Linked DNA regions of Mus musculus: region 2 is linked to region 1. Evidence: chromatin contacts called from public promoter capture Hi-C data. All regions are on one chromosome and are shown on one strand. Each heading gives the region's core, a stretch centred on a gene start, on an enhancer-like site or on the middle of the called end of the contact. The rest is flanking DNA. Distances are from core to core; before and after follow the strand shown.

Region 1 (3,031 bases), core at 468-2,967:
AGGGGCTGTAAGCCCACTAAGATTTCCCATCTATTTTAAGACACACACTAAGCTTCTGTAACAGAAATCAAGCCTTTTAAGGAAGGCGAGGAGAACACACCCTGGGCTGAGTTAGGAAGATGTTCCGCAGGTGCTGAGTCTCACCCTTAAGGTGGCTGTAGGATTGTGTGAACTGAGGTGGCAATACTGGCTCTCTCCGGAAGTTAAGATGCTATCTCTCTCCGGAGAGTTATATGACTATGGTACCACATGAAATAAGAAACCGCAATAGCCACCGCCAGCACAGCCGGACTCAATATTCAGATTAACCAAGAGCCATCTTTTTTTGTTCTATTTTTCAAGACAGGGTTTCTCTGCATAGCCCTGGCTGCCCTGGAACTCATTCTGTAACCCAGGTTGTCCTCGAAATCAGAAATCTGCCTGCTTCTGCCTCCCAAGTGCTGGGATTAAAGACGTGAGCCACCACTGCCCAGCAAGACCCATCTTTTTTTATTTCCTGGGGGCCCCCTTCTAGATCTTCCTCAAGTGCCTGAAGTAGAAATTCTGGGATGAACTGCAAGAGGGTAGTTGCATCTTTAAGAAGTGTGGGGAGCTGGTGGAAAAATAACCTATACTCAAAAAAGAGAAAAAACCATGTATTTCTTGGGGGAGAGGGCAGGGGAGGCAGGGATTTGGCACGACAACAACATCTTCTGTGAAGCAATCTAGGAGGAGAGATCTCAATTCCTTTCCAAATCCTTAGCATTTGACAGGTGCCAATCACACAGCCCTGTACTCTATCCGCACCCAAGCGATCCTTAGTAAACACAGCATCTTCTTGCGAAAGATTCTGAAGAGAAAGCAGTAGGTGTGTCTAAAGTTCCCTTTAAAGGCGTGAATATATCTGGTAAGGACCAGGCAAATCTGGGTCGGCAGAGGGCCATGGTTTGGGGTGGAGCCCAAGGATGGATGTAGCCTGGTCCCTAGATGCTCCGTGTACTGGATCTCCCGCAGTTCCTTCTTCGACCCTCAGGCTTCTCAGTTCTCATCGTGGTCGGGGACCGGAAGACACCTGCTTTGTTTCCTTCAGCACCGAGATTCCGCTCGGCTCCCTGCTGGCATCATACCCACTTCTCCCCAGCCCCCAAGCCTTCAGTACCTCCGCTCCCATGACGTCGGGGAACTCCCAAACCCAACTGGGGCGAGGCAGCTAAACCGCGTCCTTCAGGTGTCAGTCCGGACTCCTGTGAAACCACAATTCCCAGAGTGCCTCTGTCCATGAGGCCAAGCCATAGATAAAATGGCTACAGAGAGTGGGACGTGCAGCTGGAAAACTAGTCTCTGGTGACTTTAGCAGATGTACTTAAATACCCGAAGCCTCACTTCTGCACCACTCCACTATCATCTCCAGTCCCTGGAGACGGCGTCCGAAGGTGCGCTCGCTCCCGGGGCATCTTGGGAATTGTAGTCCAGATGCCAGATTACCCCGAACTACTCTTCCCAGGGTGCTCAGCGGCAGGACTACGGCAACGCTCTCTTCCAAGTGTCTCTGTCCCGAGTTCCACTGCTCTGGTTCCCTTCTTGCCATCGGTTTCTTTCGCTCTGTAGCTATAGCTGGTGCACCTGAGACGGCCCCTGAGAAGGGGCTGTGCGGCCCTGAGAAGCACTTCCGGTGGCAGGTCACTTCCGGGTGGGTGGTCGGAGCCGACGGGCGCGCGCGCGGGGGAGGGGCGGCCTCAGCGCGGCGCTCGGGGATCAGCTGGCGGGCGGGCGGGCGCCGAAGCGGCCCCGGCTCTGCGGCAGCGCCGCCTCCTTCGTGTCGCAGGCCGGCGGCCGTGGCCATGTCGCGGGGCTGGTAGCTGGGCTCGCCGCCGAGCGGCCGCTAGTGGGTGTCCGGGGCCCGGGGCGGGGGTCCGGGCAGGGGTCCGGTGCGTTTCCAGGGCTTTCCCGAAGAAAATGCACGCAGCGTTTCCTCTGGATGACGGCCTGTGCTTTCCCTAGGACCCGGCAGTTAGGCTCTGGAGTGTGTTACTGATTCATCCTCTCTCTGCCTCTGTCATCGCAGGTTTAAACTTAAACGATCGCTCCCCGAGGAGGAGGGGACCCGCCGCGCGATTGACAGTCTATTCCTGCAGGCGCCGTCCCTCAGCCCCCACCCCACGGCCGGATTCCCGGGGCTCTGCTCAGGGCTGAAACCGGAGAAGAAATCCTTAGATCTCTTTTCTTTACAACAAATACGAACCTAGAAACCATCGGCATTTTGCCTTGGCATTTCATATTGGAAAGATGAAGAAGTTTTTCGACTCCAGGCGGGAGCAGGGGAGCTCTGGCCTGGGTTCAGGCTCCAGCGGAGGAGGGGGCAGCAGCTCAGGCCTGGGCAGTGGTTACATCGGAAGGGTCTTCGGCATCGGGAGGCAGCAGGTCACCGTGGACGAGGTGTTGGCGGAAGGTATGTTGGGAAGCCAGTGCGCGGTGAATTAATCTCGTGTGCTGATGTGGCAAGACTCTGGTTTCTAGTTGTATGAATGGGTTTTGACCAACTGACCCTCCCTTCCCCCTCTGCACTTTCCTTGCGAGTCATTGTCCTTGAGAGAATTAAAACTCAGACTGGGAATTGACAGGGCTTGGGGGGGCAGTATTGCCCAAATAGTTTACCTCAGTGGCCTTTCATTTGGGTGGGTGGGGGGAGCGCGTGGAGAAATCTCTTCCTTTGACCGAATTATTCGGATCCTATGTGTGAAGTATAAGTGAAATGCAGGGTGGTGGTCTTGCCATTTCCCTGAAACTTTAAATTCTGATGCGGAGGCTGAAGGGTGGGGATGGGGAGAGATCTTAAAGGAGAGGGGGGCTTCTCCCACCTAACTTTCCTATTTCTTTAAGTAGGTAGCCAAAGAGGATTTCTCTGGGGACAGGAATGCATTTTTTGGTGTTTTGGTTAGGTTTGTTTCTTTACCCAACTGCAGTGAGGTCCCCAGGATGTGGCTAAGATAAAATCATAAGCGAATGAGATGGTTTTGAACTCAGACGCCTAGGCCTCTTTTCTCCTTTTAGT
Region 2 (3,310 bases), core at 378-2,877, 1.6 Mb after region 1:
GAGTTCCAGGACAGCCAGGGCTACACAGAGAAATCCTGTCTTGAAAAACCAAAAATAAAAATAAAAATAAATTTAAAAAATTTAAAAAGACTTGGCACTCCTTGGAACTTGTCTAGCAATCCCTGCCTCTGGCTTCTCTGCTGCCAGTCACATGCCATTTCTGCTTCCAGTCTAGAAACTCTCTATTTTTACTCTGTCTTTATTTTACTCTAGAACTCTCTAGCTGCCTTTCATCACAGTCTTCACTGCTACAGTCTCTAGGCTTGTCTTCTTCATATTACCGGCTCAGCCCACAATACTATTAATATAGGTGGAAAGACTGAGAAATCAAACAATGGGCCTAAAGTTGCACCACAGCTACACATTGCACAGCACAGGAAGGTGTCTCCTGGCTGACTTAAAAGTGAGGAAAGTGAGGGACACAGGAGGCAGAGGCAGGTGGATTTCTGAGTTTGAGGCCAGTCTGGTCTACAGAGTGAGTTCCAGGACACCCAGGGCTATACAGAGAAACACTGTCTCGAGAAAAAAAAAGTGAGGGACACCTGCTTAGAGAGCCAGAATGTTGAGAGAGTAAGCAAGAGTGTTTGCCGTCCTTAGTATAGCCCTTCTTGAAAATGAAGCATTAAATTTGGACTATGGCAAGGTGGATTGTGAAAACAAACTACCATATTTGCACCAATATCAGAGCCGTTGATTATTCAAATGAAGGACCATAGTTTCACCATTCACAGGCAGCTTTTGTTCACCTACCTGGAGACTTGCACCCACTCCAGACTGATGAAAATATCTGGTCAGAGTATGGTGGTAGCACCTTTAATGCCAGCAACTCAGGAGGCAGAGACAGGTGGGGGCCCTGGAGTTTTAGGCCAGGCAAGGCTACACAAACACATCTTCTCTTTTCCTTCCTTCCTTTTTTTCCTTTAAGGGTTTTTTTTTTTTTTTGTTTGTTTGTTTGTTTGTTTTTTTTTTTTTTTTTCCGAGACAGGGTTTCTCTGTATAGCCCTGGCTGTCCTGGAACTCACTCTGTAGACCAGGCTGGCCTCGAACTCAGAAATCTGCCTGCCTCTGCCTCCCGAGTGCTGGGATTAAAGGCGTGCGCCACCACCGCCGAGTTTCTTTAAGGTTCTTATTGGGCATATGATGACCAGAATTATGGCATGAAGTGTTTGAAAAGTTTTGGCTGGAATAGTGCCTTCAGGATCTAGTGTATTCTGGAAAAAAAAAAATGGGAGCAGTGGGGCATTCTCTGGGTGTCTAAATAATTCGGTGAGCACTGGAGAAGTTTGGGCAGCTGCTTTGCTGATGATTCTCTCAGGACATCCAAGCACCTGGAAAAGATTTAACATCTGTCAGTGAAGAAGTTAACTCACCCTGGCACAAATATGTTATTCTAAAGAAAAAAAATAGGCATTAAAAGAGGCATTTATAATTAAAAACCTGTCATTCACATTAATAGTGCTTAAGTACTTAAGCAGTTCTCAGTCAAATGTGGCCAGGGCAGGAAATGTTTGCCCTGGGGGAACTTATCCTGTGACACAGACGGAAGTTACTGGGCGAAACTCAGCAGCCGTGACCAGCGTAGCTTTTAGCCAATAGAAAGCGAAGCCTTCTCGCCTCCCCCAATGACATATTGATAGGGGCGGGTCCAGGAGAGCGGCCTAGTAACGGCCGCGTGGTAACCCAGGCGCCTGGCGTGCGGTAGTTCCTACCACTCCACGCAGGTTGTGTTCCTAGACACTCGGCAAAATGAAGATTGAGGAGGTGAAGAGCACCACGAAGACGCAGCGCATCGCCTCCCACAGCCACGTGAAGGGTCTGGGGCTGGACGAGAGCGGCCTAGCCAAGCAGGCGGCTTCGGGTCTCGTGGGCCAGGAGAACGCGAGAGAGGTGGGCGTGGGGCTTGTGCGCGAGGTGTGGGCGGCGGGACCAGGATCCACTAAGATCTAAGAAGTAAGGATCACACTAGCGAGCAAAGGCTGCATCCTTTGCGGGTCACGGCACGCAAATTAGACCTCACCGGAAACGCAGTGGAAGGCTGTGCGGTTAAGTATAGAATTGACTACGTTTTCAGAGTTGATATGGGTTCTTTGGGCCTGGGAGCTGATCTGTTAAGTGGAGCGGTGAGGACTGTCTGATCTATTCCCCATCCAAGCACTCCAGCTTTTCCAGGTCAGTCTTCCTAAAGTCATGCCAGGTCTTTCTATCGGTTCTGTTTTGCACATGAAGAAGTTAAAGGTGGGTTAGGCCGCTTAACCACCTGCCAGTTTAGCAGTAATGAGGCTGGTATCTCCCTCCCCCTAACCCCCATCAAATCAGTATTCTTCCCATTTCTTCAGCCTCCTCCACTCTGAACTCTGCAGAGGTTCAGTGTCTACAAAAACTTGCTTTTTTACATGTGGTGAAGACTGCTTTCTCAGCCTCTTGCACACAGAAAGTGCCAGCAGCAAAGAGCATCATCTATCCAAAAAGGGAAATGTTTGACCCTAGCATGCTTGCATCTTTTCTTGCAAGCAGGTAGTAGCAGTTTAATGCTTTCTATTGGCCAGGCAGCTTTGAGTCTATTGTTTCTTATTTCATTTCTGTCCATGTGACATTTCTGTGTATGTGACTTCAGAGGCTGCTCTAGACCTGCATCTGCACCCACACCAGCAGCCTCTGGTACTCCATATCTTATCCTTCCTATTCTTTGAATGTTAGCCGGTATTTATTTTTGTTTGTTTTCACGACAGTCTCACTATGTAGCTCTGGCTGTCCTGGGACTCTGTAGACCAGACTGGCCTTGAGTTCACAGGGATCCGACTGCCTCTGCCTCCTGAGTGCTAAGATTAAAGGTGTGGGCCATTACACCTGGCTTCCTTAGCTGATATTTCTTTGTTTCTTTTCCTGTTTGACAAAATGTGCGCAAATGCAGTGCAGTCATGTGACTGCCATGGTGCTCTGGTAGAGGTCAGAGGTTCTTTCCTTCCACTGTGGGATCCAGGGATTGAACTCAGGTCCTCAGGTTTACACTACAAGTGCTTTTCACCCACTGAACCATCTCACCAGCCCTTGCCAATTCTTTTATTGGGTGGATTCATAGCATACATACCCTTTTTGTTTAGATAATGTTGCTGTAGTCAAACTGGCCTGGAATGCACAGCCCTGCAGACTCTGTTAAGTACTAGGTCTGTGCTGGTCCCTGCTTGCCTCAACCTCCCCTTTTCCATTCTGTTCACTATACTTTGGCTGCTGCAGCATGTTGTCGCTTAGACATACCAAACTTATGCTTTGGTTATTTTGAGTTTGCAATTTTTGTCTGAAATGTAGATTT

The links. Promoter capture Hi-C pulls out the DNA fragments that hold promoters and counts their contacts.
Region 2: a promoter capture Hi-C map of pre-B cells shows a contact between it and region 1, with 4 times the contacts expected there. The contact joins the promoter of Ruvbl1 here to the promoter of Aak1 in region 1. A contact is called at or near these places in 3 of 39 promoter capture datasets (liver, neutrophils and pre-B cells).

The regions. Positions count from the first base shown.
Region 1 is chr6:86,847,788-86,850,818 of GRCm38.p6, forward strand. Aak1 (AP2 associated kinase 1) reads left to right here and starts at 1,718. Exons shown (of 16, transcript NM_001378654.1): 1 at 1,718-2,428. The coding sequence starts at 2,266. 2610306M01Rik (RIKEN cDNA 2610306M01 gene) reads right to left here and starts at 1,653. Exons shown (of 1, transcript NR_028298.1): 1 at 620-1,653.
Region 2 is chr6:88,463,782-88,467,091 of GRCm38.p6, forward strand. It overlaps Ruvbl1 (RuvB-like protein 1), which reads left to right and starts at 1,628. Exons shown (of 11, transcript NM_019685.3): 1 at 1,628-1,887. The coding sequence starts at 1,747.